Regions from separate parts of the Mus musculus genome. Here region 1 is linked to region 2. Evidence: chromatin contacts called from public HiChIP or PLAC-seq data. All regions are on one chromosome and are shown on one strand. Each heading gives the region's core, a stretch centred on a gene start, on an enhancer-like site or on the middle of the called end of the contact. The rest is flanking DNA. Distances are from core to core; before and after follow the strand shown. Region 1 overlaps Gm42043 (a long non-coding RNA gene). Region 2 overlaps Zfhx3 (zinc finger homeobox 3).

The links. HiChIP or PLAC-seq counts read pairs in DNA pulled down with a chosen protein or histone mark.
Region 1: an H3K27ac HiChIP or PLAC-seq map of microglia shows a contact between it and region 2, with 5 times the contacts expected there. The contact joins two enhancer-like sites. A contact is called at or near these places in 7 of 484 Hi-C or Micro-C datasets (CD8 T cells, embryonic stem cells, liver and 2 more), 8 of 115 datasets of contacts at active chromatin or transcription factors (bone marrow-derived macrophages, craniofacial prominence, embryonic midbrain and 4 more) and 1 of 9 other capture datasets (embryonic stem cells).

What each region holds. Positions count from the first base shown.
Region 1 is chr8:108,681,884-108,685,415 of GRCm38.p6, forward strand. Gm42043 (a long non-coding RNA gene) reads right to left here. Exons shown (of 3, transcript XR_879166.2): 2 at 636-753. It also overlaps a transcript of Zfhx3 not described here. Among named protein-coding and RNA genes, the nearest start is that of Gm42043, 10 kb to the right of the region's middle. Within about 2 kb of position 2,023, at least 2 of the 459 cell types and tissues checked have an H3K27ac peak or open chromatin away from gene starts, as enhancers often do. A contact at or near this core is called in microglia, where this site is marked.
Region 2 is chr8:108,907,193-108,910,931 of GRCm38.p6, forward strand. The region is part of intron 4 of Zfhx3 (zinc finger homeobox 3); the gene reads left to right. Among named protein-coding and RNA genes, the nearest start is that of Mir3108, 28 kb to the right of the region's middle. Within about 2 kb of position 2,044, at least 14 of the 459 cell types and tissues checked have an H3K27ac peak or open chromatin away from gene starts, as enhancers often do. A contact at or near this core is called in microglia, where this site is marked.

The sequences.
Region 1 (3,532 bases), core at 773-3,272, 230 kb before region 2:
AGGGAGGGAGGGAGAGAGAGAGAGAGAGAGAAGGAAAGAAAGAAAAAGAGGGAAAGAAAGAAAGAAGAAAGAAAGAGAAAGAAAAAGAAAGAAGAAAGAAAGAAAAATATAATTATTCATCTGATGCTCTTTCAACTATTTAAAGGAAAGTTGCTATGTTAGCTACTGTGACGCATTTAAGGATGCCTGGGGACTTTGATAGCTAGTCTAGAGTATCAACAGGTAGATAATGACAAGACAACGCTCCTACCACCTATGTGGTAGAAGCTCACGGTCACAGCCCATTACCTGAGCCCATGCTCTGAAGTGCATGCGCAAATGGAGTTTTTGACATTAGTTCAACCCAGGAGATCAGGGAAGTGCAGCAGACAAAGAGTCAGTTAACCTGATGCTTGTGGATGTGTCCTTTATCAGAGGGGAAAAGGACTAAATGTGGGCTTGTGTGTCGCCATTTCTTATCATCTGTATCAACATAGAAGAGACTATCAGTATTGTGGCATTAAGGTTTTGTTTCTTTTTTTTTTTTCTTACTCCGTGTGTGTATGTGTGTAGTAGTCATGAAATCTTGTTATAGAATTAAGATCTCAAGAGATTTTTTTTTTATTTATAGGACGGAGCAGTATACGAAACCCTACCATGTCAAATGTAGCATGGTCCCACATTCACCGGTTCATTCATGGTAGGTCTGGCTCTGCTCGGAGTGTATCTCAGTGGTAGAGTGCTTGCCTCTCCGTGTAAGGCCCTGAGCAGTACCTAAGGCACAACAAAACAATTAAATAATTACTTACTAAAAATTCACTTCTATAAACGTAGGCAACGAGTTGCATGGGGAAAGTCTTGGACCGTTTCTATTTTCAAACCTCTGGTGCATCTAAGAACCAATCGGTGATGCTGGGGAGGTGGCTCGTCATATAAAATTCTTGTCAATAAATAAAAAATAAATAAATAAAAAATAAATAAAATAAAATAAATAAAATGCTTGTCCTACACACATGAGGACCCGAGTCTGGATCTACAGCACCCATATAAAAAGTCAGGCTCAGACTATAGCATTGGGAAGGCAGCAAGAAGAGGATCTCTGGAGGTTACTGGTTAGCCATTGTAGGCATCTGGAAGTGGTGCATTCCAGGATCAGTGAGAGACCTGGTCTCAAAAAATAAGGTGGAGAATAATTGTAGAGGATGCCTCACATTGACCTCTGGCCTCCACATATACATACATACATACATACATACATACATACATACATGAACACACACACTACATGAGGAATCATGTAAACAAAGGAGTCAAGCCAGGCATAGTGGCACACACCTTAAATCCTAGCACTCAGGAGGAACAGGCCAGAAGATCTCTATAAGGGGCCAGCTTGGTCTAGACAGTAAATTCTAAGATAGCTGGAATTGTGAAGTCCTGCCTCTAAATAAGTAGATATTTGGGAAATCAAGAAGCCATTGTCATATTTTCTTAATATGTAGGTGTATGATGCTTCTCCAGACTTTCCTATTCAGCAAGTATAAAGTGAGGCCCAAGACTGGGACTGTATTTAAATATCTCAGCAGAGGCTGCTACAAACTGTGTGTGTGAGGAGCTCCCGCGCTCACACCTCAAGAGCTGCCTCCTAAGCATACAGTTGCATTGAGCAGGGTATAAGGAGGAGAACAGGAGATGTGAAAACCTTACTCTCCCAAGGGAGTCATGAAAATCTCAAGGTTTTATAGCTAACTTTTTTTGTTTTGTTTTTGCTTTTGTTTGTTTGTTTGTTTGTTTGTTTCAGACAAGGTTTCTCTCTGTAGCCCCTGCTGTCCCAGAACTTGCTATTTAGACCAGGCTGGACTCTAACTCAAGAAATCCCCCTGCCTTTGACTCCCAAGTGCTGGGATTAAAGGTATGCACCACCATACCCGGCTCAGGGTTTATACTAGATCTTGAATCAACTCTCTGAGACTCAAAGAGGAAACAAGACAGCAGAGGACCCCAGAACCTAATCATGTGACCAACAGTTGAAGGAAGTGACAGTCACTCCGAAATATCGCAAGATAGAAAAAGAATCATCCGAGTCAGGAAATTAAACTTGTTCTGGGTGGCCTCACAAGATGACCAAGAGAATCAATTTAGACTCAAAATAGCAACCATCCTTCTTGAGTGGTCAGAGCCGTCAACCGCACTGGAGGGGTTCAAGATGGCCGGAGAACACGCTTAAATGAATCATTAGATTGGAGATGTAGCCCAGCTGGAAAGCATATAACTCAACATGGACAAGAATCTGACAGCACCAAAAATTATACATAATAAAAAGTTCTTTTAGCATTGCTTAATGAATAAGAGGATAACACACTGAATAGGTAGAAGAATCAAAACATCTGCTATTTGTGCTGTTGAGGATCAAACTCAGGGCTTAGTGCATGCAAAGCAGGTGCTCTACCACTGAGCAACACCCTAGGTCTCTGGTTTAGTAAGAGAGAATAGAGTATAGTGTTCTGTGCTGGTTAGTTTTATGTCAACTTCATACAAGCCATAGTCATCTGAGAAGAGGGTACCTCAGTTGAAAAAAAAAATGCCTTCAGAGATCAGGCTCTCAGTGAGCATTTTCTTAGTTACTGATTGAAGTGGGAGGGCCCAGCCTAATGTGGGCGGTACCAGTCTGGGCTAGCTGTCCTGGGTGGAAAGCAGGCTAAAGAAACTATGTGGAGCAAGCCAGTAAGCAGCTTTCCTCCATGACCTCTGCTCCTGCCTTCAGGCTCCTGCCCTGTTTGAGGTCCTGCCCTGACTACTTTCAGTGATGTACTGTTAAATGGAAACATGAGTGAAACAAACCCTTTCCTCTCTACATGGCTTATGGCCATAGGTTTCAGCACAGCAATAGCAATCCTAAGTAAGAGGCATTGAAACAAAGAGATAGTAAAGACAGATAGGAGAGGGGCTGGCTGTGTAGCTCAGTTGGTAGAACGTTTGCCTAGCATACACAAAGCCCAGGCACTGTGTAAGCCAAGCATGGTAGTGCAACTGAAATCCCAGCCCTGGGGAGGTTGAAAGCTGGGGGGGGGGGGGATTGGACATTTAAAGACAGAATGTGAGAAGAGTCTTCCACTGCCCTAGAGCTTGCCAAGAAGTCAAGGCTAGGTAGCACACCCAAGTGTGCTGGGATTACAAATACATGCAACCAAGCACATACTTTACAGATACTGTGTGTGTGTGTGTGCACACACACATTGGCTATTTAAGTCAGGGTCTCTCTTTCTCTCTGTGTAGCCCTGGCTGTCCTGGAACACTCTCTGTACACCAGGCTGGTCTCAAACTCAGAGATCCACCTGCCTCTGCTTCCTGAGTGCTGGGATTATAGGTGTGCACCACCACTCCTGGCTTCCTTCTTTTTTTTTAAAGACCAGAGTTCAGTTCACCACATAAGCCAGCCTAGCTTGAAACTTACTATGAAGCCCAGACTGGCCTGAAACTCTTGGCTATCCTGTTCCAGGTTCCCCAGCAGGGAGATTACAGGCATATACTACTATGCTTGGTTTGTTTCAGAGCT
Region 2 (3,739 bases), core at 794-3,293:
AGACACAGACACAGACACAGACACAGACACAGACACAGACACAGACACAGACACAGACACAGACACAGACACAGACAGACAGACACACACACACTGCCCCATGGGGCTATTTTCCTCGATGGATCTATAAGAAGTATAAAATGGAACAGACACAGTTTTTTGGCAGCTTAAAGATAAAAAAAACTCCAGGTAACCGCTATCAGGTAGATGCACACATCTGTGCCCTTGTTCTTGGCTCGTGGCGTGCATGAGGATGCACACCCCCCCACCATGAGTAGCTGAGGACAAGAGATGCTAAGTTGCCAGTTGGTATCTGTGGTAGGCAAGCCACACGGCCTCAGGGGGCAGCCTTGGAGCTGAGGAATTTTTACCCAGAATCCCTGAGTGTTCTAAGTCGCCTCTCAGGGAGGCTCCCAGCTGAACTATCTGGGATGGGAGGAAGTCAGCGTGTAAGGGTCAAGAGGCCATACTCGGGTATGTCATTAGGTGACTCCATGCAGGATCAGGGTGTGACGATGCGGTGTGGACACGGCAGCCCAGCGGTCTCAGAGAGTCACCTACTCGTAATGTCTTTGGTCACCTCTCAGGGAAGATGGCTAAATGTGCCGGAGGGGGCTGGGCAGGGGTGACAATGAGCCACCCTTACAGTTCTATAGCTTGGAAGGAGAAGACAAGAAACAAGCTGGGAACAGAACAGCTGTCTGTCTGTCTGTCCATCTGCACAGCCCGTTAGTTAGAAGCTTTTGTCGCGTCAGAATTTTAACATGGGATTTTTCTTATTTGAAGCCTTAGGAAGTCATCTTTTCTGCCATGGGGTTTGACCTCTCTTGCAACATAAAGCGCACACACTGTGCCTGATGTCTGTACCCAGTAGAGGTTTGCCATTGATAAGAAAGTGCCCAGAGCATCGGATACGCTAGGCCGTTTCCTCACCTTGTCCTCGTCGTGCCAACCAAGCCTGAAAGAACAGAAGTGATTGGCTAGGTGCAGAGAGCACGTGAGTCCTGGAGTCCAGGGCCTCTCCACTCAGGGGCAGACGAGGACGATGGAGAGAGGACAAAGCATAGCCTCCTGCCACCCTCCACAGAGATGCCAGCCACCCTCCATGACACCCCTGCCAGGCAGAGTGTGTGAGGTGCCTCCCACCTGCCTGGTGGGCCTTTCCTTGGGTTAATTAGGTTGCAAACAGGAGAAAGACAGAGCTTTAACCCTGCCTTCAATGTAAGCAGGTTGGTTATTTTGTTTTTCAAAGAAGAGGTCCTGCGTACAATTAAAACTTGTTTCTGGTAAACCTCATTCCAGGAAGGATGGGCTTTTAACAAAGGCCTCTGACAGCTGCAGGCTATTTCATTTTTTTTAATGCCGAATGAAAAATCAATACATTTTTCTGGGTTATACATATTCAGAACAGGCCTGATATTTCCATTATAATGGAAAGCGGGCGTCTGCACACCTCGCCCGCCTGTCAGAGCCGCGCCATCACATTTTCTAAGCCACTGCTAAATATTTCAAACCTGATTTGATTGTGGTTCATGACAGCTAATGTTTCTCAGCTCTTGAGCCTGCCGACAGGCAAACGCACCCTCTCCCCCTCCGCCGTGCGCCACCCCACCCCCTGCAGCCCCCCATAAAAGGGGATGAACGATTTCATTCTTCGGGGATCACAGATTGGTGTGTTATTTAAGTAACATGTTCGTGTGAGAGCCTGTGGTTCAGACACCCCGATTCTTAGGAGAATTTACAAATTTCTATCATATCGAGGCGTGGTGGGGGCTTTGTCAGGTTTGAATTAATCTACATTATCCTGTTAAGAGTTAGGAACAGAGGGATCAGTCTTAATCATTGATTGACTCCCCTTTCCTTCAAGCCTGTGAGCGATCTGTAAAATACCCGCAATGGACGCGTCACTCGACCCATCATGGGGGGTGGGGGTTACTTATTTTTAACTGGGACGCTCTCGTGGGTGACACTTGGGGAGCATGTGCTGTAGGCTGCTGGCTGTTTTCTGGGTTTGGCTTCTGCCTTGTTCCTCCTTCCACACACCCAAATCCAGGATGCTTATGAAACTCATACAGATCCCCACAGAGCTGCCAGCTGACAGACTGCCTCCTTCAGGAGAAATCACGGGGGGGGGGGTAGGGGGGACTCTCGTTGTCACCTTGATCAGGAGGGAGGAGAGAACTGTAATGGTTTACATCTGTGTGGAGCAGAGCTATGTGGGTGGGGTGGGTTTTTTTTTCCCCCACCCTAGGTCTGTGGTGCTATGTCCTCAACCCCCTAGACTGCTTCTTTTAGGGTCACCTGAGGGCTCTGTCCTTCACCTCACCAGAGGCTGAGAGTGACTAGAGCAAGATGGGATGGCCCAACAAGGGGAGTAAGGAGGTGTCTACATCTCTGTCCGAAGTCATCTTTTACTTGGCAGTGGGAGGCAGATGGTAGACCATCTGGAAGACCGTGCTGGTTTGCACAATTTCCTTGCATCTCTGGGCTGTGGGAGAGTTCCCATTGGTAGAGTGCTCAGGCATGGAGCCCCTTTTCAACCCCAAGCATATGGAGTGGTGGCTTGCTTGCTTGCAATTTATTTATTTATCTATATATGTATGTATTGTGTATGTATGTATGTATGTATGTGTATATATATGCATGTATATGTGTGTGTGTATGTATGTGTGTATGCATGTATGTGTGTATGTATGTATGTGTATATATGCATGTATATATATGTGTGTATGTATGTGTGTGTATGTATGTATGTGTGTGTATGTATGTATGTATGTGTGTATGTATGTGTATATATATGCATGTATATATGTGTGTGTATGTATGTGTGTGTATGTATGTATGTATGTGTGTATGTATGTATGTGTATATATGCATGTATATATATGTGTGTGTATGTATGTGTGTGTATGTATGTATCTATGTGTGTGTATGTATGTGTGTATGTGTGTGTATGTATGTATGTGTGTGTATGTATGTATCTATGTGTGTGTATGTATGTGTGTATATATGTGTGTATGTATGTATGTGTGTATGTATGTATCTATGTGTGTGTATGTATGTGTGTATGTATGTATGTGTGTGTGTATGTATGTATGTGTATGTATGTATGTGTGTATGTATGTATGTATGTGTGTATGTATGTATGTGTGTATGTATGTATGTATGTGTGTGTATGTATGTATGTGTGTATGTATGTATGTGTGTGTGTATGTATGTATGTGTATATATGCATGTATATATGTGTGTGTGTGTATGTATGTATGTATGTATGTGTGTAATCCCAACTCGAGTGCAGTGGAAGCATTGGGCTGAATGATTAACAGCAAATCTGAGGCCAGTCTGAGACTTGGGTCAAAAAAAGAAAATTTCCCCTTCTCAGTTTGGCATGAAAACACATAAGATTAAGAGGAGTTACCCTAACTCGAAGGTCAGGGTTGGGCACCACCTCCGAGGTGGGTCCCAGCAAGGTTTTAGAGGCCCCTCCCCTGGTACCTTTTCCAAACCCAGAATTGTATGGGGTGGTCTGGGCTTTGCTGCCTGCCGCTGAGAACCGGGGCTGGGGTGGAGGCGACCTCCTTGCCCACGTCTGTCACAGCCTTGAGGAAGGGTCCCCGCCGTGCCCTGGTTAGGATGGTGAAGTATCATTTCTTGACTGCTCCGAGGGAAAACCGGTTGCAAACTGTCCACTTGAGCTTTGAGGGTGTCATGGCTGCCGTGAGTGTTGGCTGGAGGGAGA